Regions from separate parts of the Anas platyrhynchos genome. Here regions 1 and 2 are each linked to region 3. Evidence: chromatin contacts called from public Hi-C data. All regions are on one chromosome and are shown on one strand. The core of a region is the stretch at or near the end of the contact, and the rest is flanking DNA. Distances in the headings are between cores, read along the strand shown. Region 1 holds the start of WDFY2 (WD repeat and FYVE domain containing 2). Region 2 holds the start of INTS6 (integrator complex subunit 6). Region 3 holds the start of ATP7B (ATPase copper transporting beta).

Region 1 (4,173 bases), core at 1,251-3,750, 190 kb before region 3:
GTTTCTGCAGGTAGTCATTAAAATTGATGTCTACAGCTATTCTAGCTTGAAGTCTTTTTGTCCATTAGTTTATGTGGTTATAGGAAAATTGTTTCTCAAAAGTGAATCATTTTTGATTGGATTTTGTGTGAGAATGGTAGATCTGGGAAAACATTCAGATCTTGTTGGTAATTTCAATGCCTTTTCCACCATTATGACCACATTCTTTTAGCCTGTCGGGTACAACGCAGGAGTAAGCTCCAGGTTTCTGCCTTACTCTAAAATCCTACTTTTTCTCTGCTTTCCCTCCTCCTTTCCTCAGCTTTTCAAGCAATGTCCTTTTTCTCTCAGTCACAGCAAGACCATTATTTGTGTGCAATAATTTCCCAAGCATATTTCTCTACCTTATAAGGGAGATGAGAGCACTGACCCCAGATTTGGACACCTGCTAAAGTGATGTACCAGAGCTCAGGATTTCGTTTTCTATTATTTAAGTACCTTCCTGGTCTTGCTGAGGAAGTCACCATTAAAGATAAGCTTTAAAATAAGCCCTTACGATTTTTATCTTGACTGACTATAAGCCCACTGGAGCATCTCTTGCGTTGTGGGCTTTTTTTTTAAAACAGGTAAATCATTACCAAAGATTAGACCTTTATATAAAGCATAGATTTCATTTCAGTGTCATTATTTGATTTTGATCCAAATGCATGCCCCTGGCATCCGAGCTGTTGCTGCCTGTGAAACCTGCATTCAACGGGTGCACCTGAACTATGTCATAGCCACCAATTGGAGTTTCTTGTGCACCTTTTTAGAAACAGGATTGTTAAATAAAATGTCCATCTAGGACTGTTTTTAGTGTTTTCCTCCAGAAGGGCTGTGTATTAAATGTTTAAAGATAAAGGAGAGGCAAGGGAAATAATGTCTCAATAGGCAATTGCTGAAAAAAATAAATAAATAAATAAATAAAAATAACAGGTAATTTGAGGGATGCATAGGACTACTCCTGGTCCCGTAACCCATACCTTATTAAGATACTCATTTCCCCCTTACTCATTTTCTTGAAGGTCTGTTTGGCAAATAGTATTCTACATCTCCCTAGAGCCTGCAGTATGTTGCCTCCAGCATACTTTCAGACCATGTTTATCTATGAATAGTGCACAGTGCCAAATCCTGAATGTAAACAAACTGCAAAGACGGCAGCCCTTGCCAGATTTCTTCAGACTTTAGTTTTCCAAGACATTTTAAGGTATACATCCATTCTGAAAACTGTCAAGTGTATCAATGTCTTCAGAGAATATTTCATACATTGCATAGCAATGCAAGGTTTTCCAGCTGTAGGTCTAGCCGAGGATTGCAGGGTCATCTGTAGCTGTAAGAGGGCTGGTTTCCATCTTTGGTTCTCTAGTAGCAATTCCCTTCTAAGAACTGCGAGAATGGGATGTTATCTAATGTGATCATACATCCCCTGGGAAACAGCTTGAGATTGCAGATGCATTTCCTACAAGCCATTATCTCTTGCTGACCAGACACTTCCCTCCACAGTACACTTGTGAACTTCAAATAGTTCAGTCAAGTAGAGCTTAAACGCCTTGCTGTGGTCCTGCCGACCTCCAGACCCTGTTTGTTTAGCATAATATGGTCAGTTTACTAAGCACTATCTGGAGTTTAGCTTTCACTTCCACAAGTGACAGTCACAAATTGCACAACAAATATAGCCCTATCTGCTAAACTCATAAGCCTCCTCAATTTCTCTGCTGATGGGAAGGAGCCCTATTATTTATTTATTTATTTTCAGAGAACTGCTGCTCCTCATCTTACCATGGGTTAAGTTTGAAGTTACACTTGAAGTAACGCCTTCCAGGCTGCAAATCACTTCTGCGATGTAGGACAACTGTTCAGATACCTACAGTTGTTTTCCAGAGTTCTCCAGATGGATTATGAAAGATTGTCTTTGGCACACACTTCAAGAGAAAGCGTGTTAGTTTTTTTGTTTGTTTGTTTTGCTGACTTTAGCACAGAGCTTTGGGCACGTTACCTGCCCTTCTCAGACCTCAATGTACCCACCAGGAAAAGTAAGGAAAAAGCAGAATCTCACTGAAAAACAGCTGCTGGAGCCCCATTGCATTTCCCTTAAAAATTCACCAGGAGAGAGTTTGTAACCTAAATACAGACAAGCCTTGAAGCGAAGAGCTTCGCAACCAGCCGGCCACCGTGTGGTGATCGGGCAGGGGGGGGGGCTGCTCTCCGGCACCCGGACCCGCACTCCCTCTCGGCAAAGCAGCCATCTACACCCGTTTTTTAACCACCATGACCTGCTTAAGGCCTCCCTTTAGCAGCCCGGCTCCTCCGAGCAGGTTAACCCTCCCCGCAGCGCCCGGGCAGCCCGGCCGCCGGGACACCCCTGGGGGCGCTGCGAGATGGCGACGCCTCCGGCCGCCATTTCCCCCCTCAGCCCCCCGCAGCGCCCGGCCCGGCCCAGGGGGGCGGCCCGGCTCGGCTCGGGGGCGGTGCCGCCTCCTCCTCGGTTCCTGCTTCCCGGGGAGCCCGGGGGATGAGCGACAGAGCCCGGCACCGTGCACCGAGTCCCTCCTTCTCCTCCTCCTCCTCGGTGCGGCCGCCTCCCCTCGCCGCAGCCTCCCCTCGCCGCAGCGGCGGTGCCCATGGCGGCGGAGCCGCAGCCCAAGGCGCTGACCCGCAAGCCCCTCCTGCTCAACAAGGTGGAGGGCTCGCAGGAGGTGGTGAACATGGCAGCGATCGTGCCCAAGGAGGACGGGGTCATCAGCGTCTCCGAGGACAGGTAGCGGGAAGGGGCAGCCGGGCGCTGGCTCCCCCGGAGCAGCCGGGGGTGTAGGAGGGCGGTGGTGGTGGTGGTGCCACCCTGCTGGTCCTGCTGGTGGTGGTCCTGGTGATGGTGGTGGTCTTGGTGGTCCTGGTCCTGCTGATGGTGGTCCAGGTGCTGTGGTGAGGGTGCTGGGGGTGCCGCAGGGATCCTTCCTGACCTTGCCCGCAGGTTTGTGGCGCTGCTGGCCAAGGCAGTGTTCCTTCCCCTCTCCCCCCTCTCCCAAGTGTTTCTGGGTGGTTGTTTAAAAATGCCCTTTAAAAATCGTGCTGATAAGATCTCAGAGTTCGGTCCCGTGCTGTGGAGGGACCAAGGAGCAGGATGTTTTTGGCCCGTCAGCTGTGCAGTGTGGGGTGGACGCATGGCTGGCGCTGCCCTGCAAGAGCCCGAGCGTCGTGCAGCCTTCCCGCTGAAGTTTTCACACCAGGTTGTGAAGGTTCCTTTAAATCTCAGTTTTCCTGCACCATCCATCCATAATTATCTTAAACAGAATTAATTTACAGCTCAGGTGCACGTAACCCGCGTCCCCAGCTGTCTGCTCAAAGGGCAAACACTGGCCAACACGTGAATATGTCGCGGTTCTCAAGGGTTTTTGGGGGGACTGTTTCTCTTGGATACCCGTTATCCTGTTCAGTGTCTGCTTTTATTTCTCTCTCAGCTATCCTGAAAACTGTGAGTATTTCTTTCATCCTGTCATTGTCCTCACTGTGCGTTAGTTTCCAGCTAGTTGTCAGGCATGTGAACCGTGTAAATCCAAGATGATTTAAGTTCATCTAAGCCGTGGTCTCCAAGTGAGCTGTCGTGCCTCATAGCGAGAAGAAAAGAGCTGCTTCAAACAAGTACACTGTAGAAGAGACTTTAAACGGAGTTTTAAAGTGCTACATGGCCGTGTTTTTATTTTATTTATGTTTTTAGTTGACTGTTGTGAAACTGAATAGCGCTTACTCAGCTAATTCTTTTTATCAGTAAGAAAGTATTCCTGATATTAATTTGCTCTCGTATGGGTCTCTCTCAACCTCTGTCTCTCCCCCCCACAGCACAAAACAATTAGTGTCTAGCTTCTGCTATTTTAGCAGGTATGAATTGCTGAGAGTAGGTGGGTGCTGCAAATCAATACTTCTTGGTAGAGAAAGGGATTGGTGACGTGTTTGCTTCACTAATAACTGAGATGTTAGGTTCAACAAAACAGCGGTGAAGCAGAGCTCAGAGGTTTCTCACTCAACAACTTGCTAGTTCAACAGCAGCACCCTCTCTCCTGTCCCAGCACTAACCTTTAACATAGGACCCTAATTTATGTCCGTCCTGCTTGCTGCTGCAGCTGGAGAAAGAAATCTGCTGCTAGGTGTCTAAAGGTG
Region 2 (4,427 bases), core at 1,540-4,039, 200 kb before region 3:
AAGCCATACAATGCAACACGAGAGAGAAATTTCCTTCCCAAACAAACATGGCATGTTATCGCAAACTCTGCTCAGACTGGAAACGGGAGGGGGAGAGAGGGGGCTTATTTTCACAGCCACATTCCCATGTTAAATACCAAGAGCAGTAACTAATCCTCAGATAGCAGATGATGCATTACATGAAAAAAAAAAAAATCAAACAAATGAAAAGAGGAGATTCAAGTTAGCATGTCCCATGTGAAAAATACATGATATACTTTGCCCAATACTAATAACGTGCTTTATAAAAAACAAATCCATGGTTTGATCCAGTGCCAGAAAGTACTGGATACTCTTCCTAAAGCGCATATTTAGGCTAGAGTCACTGGCTTATAGGAACTCACTACTGAGCAAGAGAATTCAGGCCCACCCCAAAAGAAGTCCTGCTTTAAAGGGACAGCTGCAACACAAACATTAGGAAAGCACAGCTCCTCAAGGCTCGATACAGCATGCAGGTCTATGAAAATACAGGTATTCAGAGAAAAGTTGTATTAATCTCGTTAGAAAGAAAATGTTTTTAAAAAGGTGTGCTCCACTCAATACTTTTGGAGCATGCAGTGCTGCTCAAAAACCAGCTCATCTCCCAAATCGTACTTATGTGATCATACAGCACTGTACGCATAAAGCCAAGTTTTCATGACCCCCGTCAGGCTCATCAGTTAAGGTTCTGAAACATAAGACTTGCTGGAAAAAAAATTACAAAGTTTAACTGAGAAGATCAACTTGGAGGCTACATCACCATTTAAGAACTGAGTAACTGGGGGGGTGGAAATAAACAGGAACAAAACTATCAACATCAGCTACACTTCTTCAAACTATCTGATCTCTGCTTACTTTTGAAGAAGCCCCCACATCACGTATTTCATGAAGATGCCTCTTTGGACATTTAGTTAATAGCTGTCCCTGAGAAGTTTGTTTTGTTTTTTTCCACCTATTAACAGTCAACCTACCTGCCCATAGTTGTCTATGCCAGTTACTAATCTATTTAAGTTTAATAAATCAAAAGCTGTCCTTAGGGACTGGCCAAGAGTCGTAAGTCCTTCAGCTTGAAGGTTTTTCAGTTCATTCATAAACGTTGCATGGTTTTCCTTCCAGCCAGCCTGAAAAGAGAAACGTGAGAAGGCATTCTTCAGACAGAAGCTTTGTAAGGAATCAGGGTTTTCTGTTCAGCAACTAAGCAAGACACTTTGTAGGTGCATGCAGCTCAGCAGAAAGGCAAAATACCTTGGAAGTTATGAGTGTTTAATGCCATTATGGAAAGCCTCAAAACAGTTTAAAATCTTCCCGAACTGTATCTACCTGATGTTCCAAAGGGCGAATTTCTGTGAAGCCACCCGTGAATAGCCCTCGCAGCTATCTGAACTCCTCTGCCCAGCCTTGAAGCGATCTCCAACAGGTTCACAGCCCTGTGTCATGCGGCCCCACCACCCCCTCGCCTCGCTTCCCCCCCTGAAAAGGACAGGACAGAGAGAACCTTCCCCCCCCCTCCAACCATACAAACTCTCCTCGGAGTTGCTGTCACTTCTCCCAACTCGAATTAAATATCCCCCACAGTTCATTGCTGCTCACAAACCACACAGGGGAGGGACAGAGGAGGGGTGGGGGGGGGGGAAGAAAAAAAATAATAAAATGTCGGCCATGTTGATGTCAGCGCTGCCGCTGCCAGAGCCCGGGCGTGCGCTGAGCTGCCCGGCCGGGCCGAGGGGGCAGGAAGGAGGCTGGGGAGGGAAGGGAAAAGGGAAGGGAAGGATTAGCAGGGGAGGGGGGGGGGGGGTTACCTTGATAGCGTAGGGAGGCTCCTCGAAAGTGACCAGCATGTACCTGTCTCCCCTGCTGGCCGGGTCCCGGGCTCGGAGCTGCGGTGTAAATGGTGGTGGGGAAGGGGGGGGGGACACAAAGCAGAGGGTGAGGCGAGAGGAAGAGGAGGAGGAGGAGGAGGAGGAAGGCGGGGGTGCAGGAGCCCCCCCCCAAGCCCCAGCCCTCCCTCCTCCCCCTCCCCTCCCTCCCTGGGTGCCCGCACACCGCCGCCCTCGCCCCCCGCAGCCCCCCCCTCCCTTTTTTTCCCCTCTCCCCCCCCCTCCCCTCCCCAATTCGTTTCTCTCCCCTCCTCTCTCTCTCTCTCCTCGCCTCCTTGCAGCCGGTACCTTCATGAAAGTCTCTACAGCGCCTTTGGCTATGTCCAGATAGGTGGTGCCCAGGTGGGTGCGCTGGTTCATGGAGGCGGACGTGTCTATCAGGAAGAGTAAGATGGGCATAGTGCGGAGGGGCCGGCGGCCGGGGCGGCTACATGGACCGGGGCTGGGGGGGGGAAAGGAGGAGGAAAAACCAAAGGTGGGAGGAAGAGGAGGAAGAGGAGGGGGGAACGAGTGGCCGTGAGTGCTGTGCACGGGGAAGGGCGCCTCCCCGCCGCCCCTTCCCTCAGGGTGAGGGGAAGGGAAGGTGGTGGGGAGGTGGAAGGGGGGTGGGGGGGGCAGCGCTGCCTGCCCTGCCCTCCTTTGTGTGCGGGGCCTGCTCAGCCCAGCACGGGCTGGCTCATGAGGGAGCGGCGGGGAGGGCTGCGCCGCTGCTGACCTTCCCCCCCGCCGCCGCCCCGACCACCACCACCACCACCTCCTTCCTCTTCTTCTCCTTCCTCCTCCTCCTCCCCTCCCCCTGTTGCTGCTGGTGCTGCCGCCCCCCCCCCTTTCCGAAGTTTCGGGCGGAGCAGCCGCAGCCCCTTCGCCGCCCGCCCCCCTCCGCCTCTGACTGAGGCGCTGCCGCGCTCGCCGCCGGCTTTTATAGCCGCCTGGGCTGGGCTGGCCACGCCCCCCAGGCACGCGGCCCCGCCCCCACGTGACGGCCTCCCCGCCCCGCCATTGGGCCGCCGGGCGGTGCCTCGTTAGCATATTCAAATTAGGGGCGGGGCGAAGGGGATACGTGGGGGAGAGGGCCCGAGCGGCGCCGCTGCGCATGCGCAGTGTGTGTGTGGGGGGGGGGCGCTGGGTGCGGGCAGGGGGGCGCCGCTCGTCAGAAAATGGCGGGGGGGGGGTGGGGGGAGCGCGGGGCGGGGGGTGCCGCTCGTCAGAAAATGGCGGCGGGGGGGCTGCGGCGGGGCTGAGGGGAGGGAGGCGGCTCGGCCCCGCCGGGAACGGGCGGGGGAGCCGCGGGGTGAGGGGAGACGCTCGCCTTGAGGCTGAGGGGGGGGAGCCGTGCTCCCGCTGAGGGGCTGCGAGGCGCCCCCTGAGGCAGCGCTTCCCCCGTCTTGATGGGGGGGGGGGGGGAGAGGCCCCATGAGGCGCTCCGATCCCCAAATTACCCCTCGGGACAGGAGGCCGAGGGGGGAAAACCCAAAGTCTGGCTGAAATCCGCCGGCCTGGCCGAAGGGGGGCTCGTTTATCAGGGAAAAGTTCAGCCTCTGGCAGCCCGACGTGTCCAGCGGGGTTCGGTGTGTGGCGGTGAATTCCGACAGACTCGGTCTGATCTTTCTGTGTAAAAATAAATAAATAAACAAATAAAAATGTAAAAAAAAATTGGCCGGCCCTCGCTGTGACCTTTTCCCCTACGTGCAGGCGGAGATGAACGTTAATGTGCCTTTGATCCGTGCTCAGGCACTCTTTTGAGTTTACTTCCTATAAATCATACAATCGTGGAGCGTTTCCAGCCAATTAACGACGAAGATCTGTCCTCGGTTTTTGTTTGCTCGTTTTCCCCCAACAATTGAGTCTCTGCCGCTTCTGCTCCGCTAGCCTTCGAGCGCTAACTCCAGAGCCATTTTTTAGCATAATCTGTTCAGGGGGTTGCTCCGCGTCCTCTCTGCCTGATGTTTTTCCCCTGATCCGGCTGATGGGCTCCCACAGCCGCTGCTCTCGAAGGTACGAAGCCACTGTGCTCCCTCTCTCAAGATAAAATTGGCAGTGGCCTGGTTTGATTCATTTTGTTCTTCCAGGCAACGTTTCTGTCTTGTTAGGCAAGAGCAGTTTCTGGCTTTTTTTTTTTTTCTTTAAGACTAATGAAAGATTAGCATTTAGTTTCTAGGAAGGCTGGAGAGAGAGGGGTGGAATCGTATTTCCATTGCAGTTTTTAGGCATTCTTAGGCCTGTGAGCGTGGTATTTTGATATTTTGGCTTGCCTGTTGGCATCTGCGGCCTGTGCCATCCGTTCTGAGGCGCTGGAGCAACCCCAGGGGTGCTTCCTTTTATCCCAGATCACCCCTCGGAGCCCTTCTGAAGGAGTTGGGAATGAAACTTGATTTTTGGAGTGGGTACAGGCAAGTTATGACAACTGTATTTCTTCAGAAGCAACATCCTCTGCTGTGAGTACTCAGCATGGATCCTGCGGGCAGCGATAAGCCCAGCCAAGCTGGTGTGAGTCCGAAGCTGCTTGTATCTTTCCAGCCATTCAATTTCGGA
Region 3 (4,162 bases), core at 80-2,579:
TGTGAATCCAGCACAGGTCCCTTCTGTAAACATCTGACATGCTTCTCAGGCAGCTGGTCTGTTGGGGAAGAGGAGAAGATTAAGGGGGAGAAACCAGTGCCTGTTGCACCCAACATATGAGAACTGTTGGGTCAGAAACGAAATGTCCGGTCACTCTTGCTGGCCTTCCCAACACCACTGTTCCAATGTAACTGCTCAAATAAAGGCCCTTGAAAAAAGCATAGTCAGTTGTAATTAAGGCAGTGAAGGTGTTTAAATAACATTAGTATCAACTACTACAACCCTAACTTTCAGGGCTGGACATGTTCCCAACTTTGACCCCCAACGTGGAGGCTCCCTTAAGTACCAACACCACAGCAGAGGCTTTGTCTCTTGGCTTCAGGCTGTAACAATGGCCAAATAAACGCTGGGCCCTACAACATTTGCTGATCAGGAAGCCACAGGAGGACCTTCACAAGCATCCCAAACAGCCCCAAGGCCTCAAAACGCACCAAGGGCTATGACATGGAAGAGTGCGCTTCAGCCTCAACAAGACTGAAAAATCAGGGTTTGGGAGAGGTAGCGCATGTTTAAAATACCTTCAGATTTTGGATAGATCAGCACTGTGAGAAGCTGGAGACAGACTTATCTGCATCAGATATGCCCCATAATTTTAAGGAGATGATGGGAAGAGAAGTAAATGCCTACCTACATGACAGCAGATCAATGTTAGAACCACAGAATCACGAAGGTTGGACAAGCCCACCAAGATCACCTGGTCCAACCATCCCCCTACCACCACTGTCACCCACCAAACCATGTCCCCAAGCACCACGTCCAACCTCTCCTTGAGCACCCCCAGGGATGGTGACTCCACCACCTCCCTGGGCAACCCGTCCCAGTGCCTGACTGATCTTTCTGAGCAGAAATGTCTCCTCATTGCCAACCTGAACCTCCCCTGGTGCAACTTGAGGCCATTCCCTCTGGTCCTGTCACTGGTTACCTGTGAGCAGAGGCCGACCCTCAGCTCCCCACCCCTTCCCTTCAGGTTCTGGCAGCCAGGACCACACTGTGTAAACGCTCCCCCTCACCTAGCTGTCGGCAGCCTCACCCCGCACACGGTGAGGGGACACACGCCGGCTTTCTCACCCCGCTCCCCGGGCGGCCATTTTAGGCGCTGCACGACGCAGCAGCAGCAGCAGCGTTTGGAAAAGCAGCACAGCCCAGCTCATCCCTATACCACCCCTCCGGCGTGTGAGTATCCCCCCGGTGGGGACAAAACGGAAGGGGAGGTAAAAGGGGAGGTAAAAACCCGAGATCCAGCAGCACCCCCGCGGACCCCACAAACAGCACCCCCTCCCGCTGCCCCCACCACCCCCCTCTGCCTTTTTTTTTCCCTCCCCTCAGGCTCCCATTCTATGCCCCGCCTCCCCGCCTGTCCATCTCCCGCGGGGAGCCAATGGGAGAGAGGCAACGCCCGCTTGGCCCCGCCCCCGGGGCTGCCTTCTCTTCCGTCAGGACGCCACAAGATGGTGGCGGGCGGGACGGGCAGGTAGGGGGGGAGGGGGCCGCGGCTCCTCTGAGGGGAGCGGGGCCCGGGCCGGGGCCGCCCTCAGCAACCTGAGGGACGGGAGCCCGGGGAGGGGAATGGCGGGGTGCTGGGCCGTGCCCTGAGGGCAGGCAGAGCCGCTCTGCGTTAATGCAGGGCCTCGCGGGGCCGGCTCGGCTGAGGGAGGCTCTAAAAAGGCTGTTTAAGGGTTGTTTGCCACTTTGCAGCCTTTATATGCCTTTTATATAGCTTTATGTGGCGTTTATGTGGTGTGTATGCGGGTGTATATCCTATAATATAACGTCTGTGTATGTCAGTGTATCGCCCTGATACTATATATACCACATATATATGCACAAATATATACTATTAATAATACAGAATTGAAAAGTGGAAAAAATATTTTCCCAAACAACTTACTTTTATCATAATTGTTGAAATGAAACACCGATATCAGTGATCTAACTTAAGATCACTATAAGCCCATCTCTCTACAGAATCACCCAGGTTGGAAGAGACCTCAAGATCATCGAGTCCAACCTCTGACCTAACACTAACAGTCCCCACTAAACCATATCCCTAAGCTCTACATCTAAACCTCTTTTAAAGACTTCCAGGGATGGTGACTCCACCACCTCCCTGGGCAGCCCATCCCAATGCCTCACAACCCTTTCCGTGAAGAAGTTCTTCCCAATACGCAACCTAAACCTCCCCTGGCGCAACTTTAGCCCATTCCCCCTCATCTTGTCACCGCACTGTGTCTCTTCTATGCAACAATTAATTATTGAATTATTGAAAGTTTAACGCTTTCTGACTCGTTTCAGGTTGCTGTGCTCGCTGCTGGTGCCGGCGTTGTTTCTGAGTGGAGCTCTGTGCCTGTGCGTGGCGGTGCTGCTGTGGGGCGTGCGGCTCTGGCTGCAGGCGAGGAAGCGGCAGCTCGGCCCAGCGGGGAGGGACGGGCAGCGACCCGTGCTGGTGGCGTTTTTTCACCCCTACTGCAACGCAGGAGGTGGAGGGGAGAGGGTCTTGTGGTGTGCCATAAGGACGCTCCAGAAAAAGTAAGCACGCGTCTGTCTGTCAAATACCACGTTTCACACTCAGCTTCCTGAGGTGTTTTTTATGCAAATTGTGTTATTTTTGCATATTTAAATGGGTATCGGTAATGTACGGGCCCTAAGGGTTTTTTTTAGATCTCTGTTTCACCTGGTTGCACCTTCTGGCTTCAGCACTCTGCCTGGATTTTATTCTGTCCTCTGTCTTCTGCACAGCTGCAGCACCTGTCACTTCTTTCCTCCTAGGCCAAACCCCTCCTCTCTTATCGTTGTTTTTTTTTTTTGTACTGATATTGGACTTTTATGGACACATCAGTTACCTGCACGCAGGTTCTAGTTTTGATACTCGCCTCTTGTTGCAAGAGACAAAGTTAATATCTGAAGTGGATATTAGCACGGACACAACCCCTGGCTTTGAGCAGCCTTCTGAATTTTGCAGCCTTCTGCATTTTGTTCATGCTGTACTCTAGATGGACATCTCCTAACACTGCAAGGCACTCTTAAGTCTGATATTGATTAATACTGAGCTCCTTTATCTAAAAAAAACCACAGTCTTCATCCATCATGCTTTACTGTAGGATCAGAAAAAAATAAAATAGAAATATAAGGGAAAGAATTCATAGAATCAATTTAGTTAAATCAAAATCATTTCAGAGCTAGGCCAGATGTTTGTTTTGTGCATACTTTCGTATTAATTTTGAATGGATAATATTTTAGTTTCATGTTATAAAACTTGATGAGAACACGTGAAATTCTTTTTCCTTGTTCTTACAGGTACAAAAACATAACGTGTGTTGTTTACACTGGTGACAGAGATGCCACTGCAGAAGAAATAGTAGAAGGTGCTTTCAGAAGGTTCAATATTAAATTAACTCATCCCGTGAAGTTTGTGTTTCTAGAAAAACGCTACCTCGTGGAAGCTTCTCTTTATCCTCACTTCACTTTGCTGGGACAAAGCTTAGGCTCTGTGTTCCTTGGCTGGGAAGCTCTTCTGAAGTGTGTTCCTGACATTTATATTGACTCAATGGGTTACGCCTTCACGCTCCCCCTCTTTAAATATTTAGGAGGCTGTCGTGTCGGGTGTTATGTGCACTATCCCACCATCAGCACCGATATGCTGTCGGTGGTCAGGAATCAGGACACGAGGTTTAACAACGCAGCCTTCATCACAAACAATCCACTCATCAGCAAATTCAAACTCGTCTACTACTACTTGTTCGCGTTCTTGTACGGGTTGGTGGGTTCCTGCAGCGACGTGGTTATGGTTAATTCCTCCTGGACGCTCAACCACATCCTTTCCATCTGGAGAACTGGGGCTTGCACTAGCGTGGTGTATCCGCCGTGCGACGTTCAGACCTTCCTGGATATTCCTCTGGAAGAGGAAAAGAGCACTGCTGAATGTTCCATCGTTTCCGTCAGCCAGTTCAGGCCCGAGAAAGATCATCCTCTGCAAATCAGAGCCTTTGCCAAGCTGCTGAAAGAGAAGAGACCGGGGCAGCAGCCATCACTCAAGCTTATTTTAATTGGAGGCTGCCGTAACCAGCAAGATGAGGAGCGTGTAAATAATCTGAAACGTCTCTGT

What was found. A called contact is a pair of places that touch in the nucleus more often than the background predicts.
Region 1: a Hi-C map of subcutaneous adipose tissue shows a contact between it and region 3, with 3 times the contacts expected there. The contact joins the promoter of WDFY2 here to the promoter of ATP7B in region 3. A contact is called at or near these places in 2 of 8 Hi-C or Micro-C datasets (skeletal muscle and subcutaneous adipose tissue).
Region 2: a contact with region 3 is called in a Hi-C map of subcutaneous adipose tissue, with 2.7 times the contacts expected there. The contact joins the promoter of INTS6 here to the promoter of ATP7B in region 3. A contact is called at or near these places in 2 of 8 Hi-C or Micro-C datasets (skeletal muscle and subcutaneous adipose tissue).

The regions. Positions count from the first base shown.
Region 1 is chr1:179,491,706-179,495,878 of IASCAAS_PekinDuck_T2T, forward strand. WDFY2 (WD repeat and FYVE domain containing 2) reads left to right here and starts at 2,501. Exons shown (of 12, transcript XM_038173902.2): 1 at 2,501-2,776. The coding sequence starts at 2,640. LOC140001324 (a long non-coding RNA gene) reads right to left here and starts at 2,365. Exons shown (of 3, transcript XR_011806445.1): 1 at 1,798-2,365.
Region 2 is chr1:179,473,847-179,478,273 of IASCAAS_PekinDuck_T2T, forward strand. It overlaps INTS6 (integrator complex subunit 6), which reads right to left and starts at 2,790. Exons shown (of 19, transcript XR_011806444.1): 1 at 2,184-2,790; 2 at 1,818-1,895; 3 at 990-1,139.
Region 3 is chr1:179,678,976-179,683,137 of IASCAAS_PekinDuck_T2T, forward strand. It overlaps ATP7B (ATPase copper transporting beta), which reads right to left and starts at 1,330. Exons shown (of 23, transcript XM_013095105.4): 1 at 1,071-1,330; 2 at 1-58. ALG11 (ALG11 alpha-1,2-mannosyltransferase) reads left to right here and starts at 1,416. Exons shown (of 4, transcript XM_027471064.3): 1 at 1,416-1,531; 2 at 2,353-2,586; 3 at 3,355-4,162. The coding sequence starts at 1,509.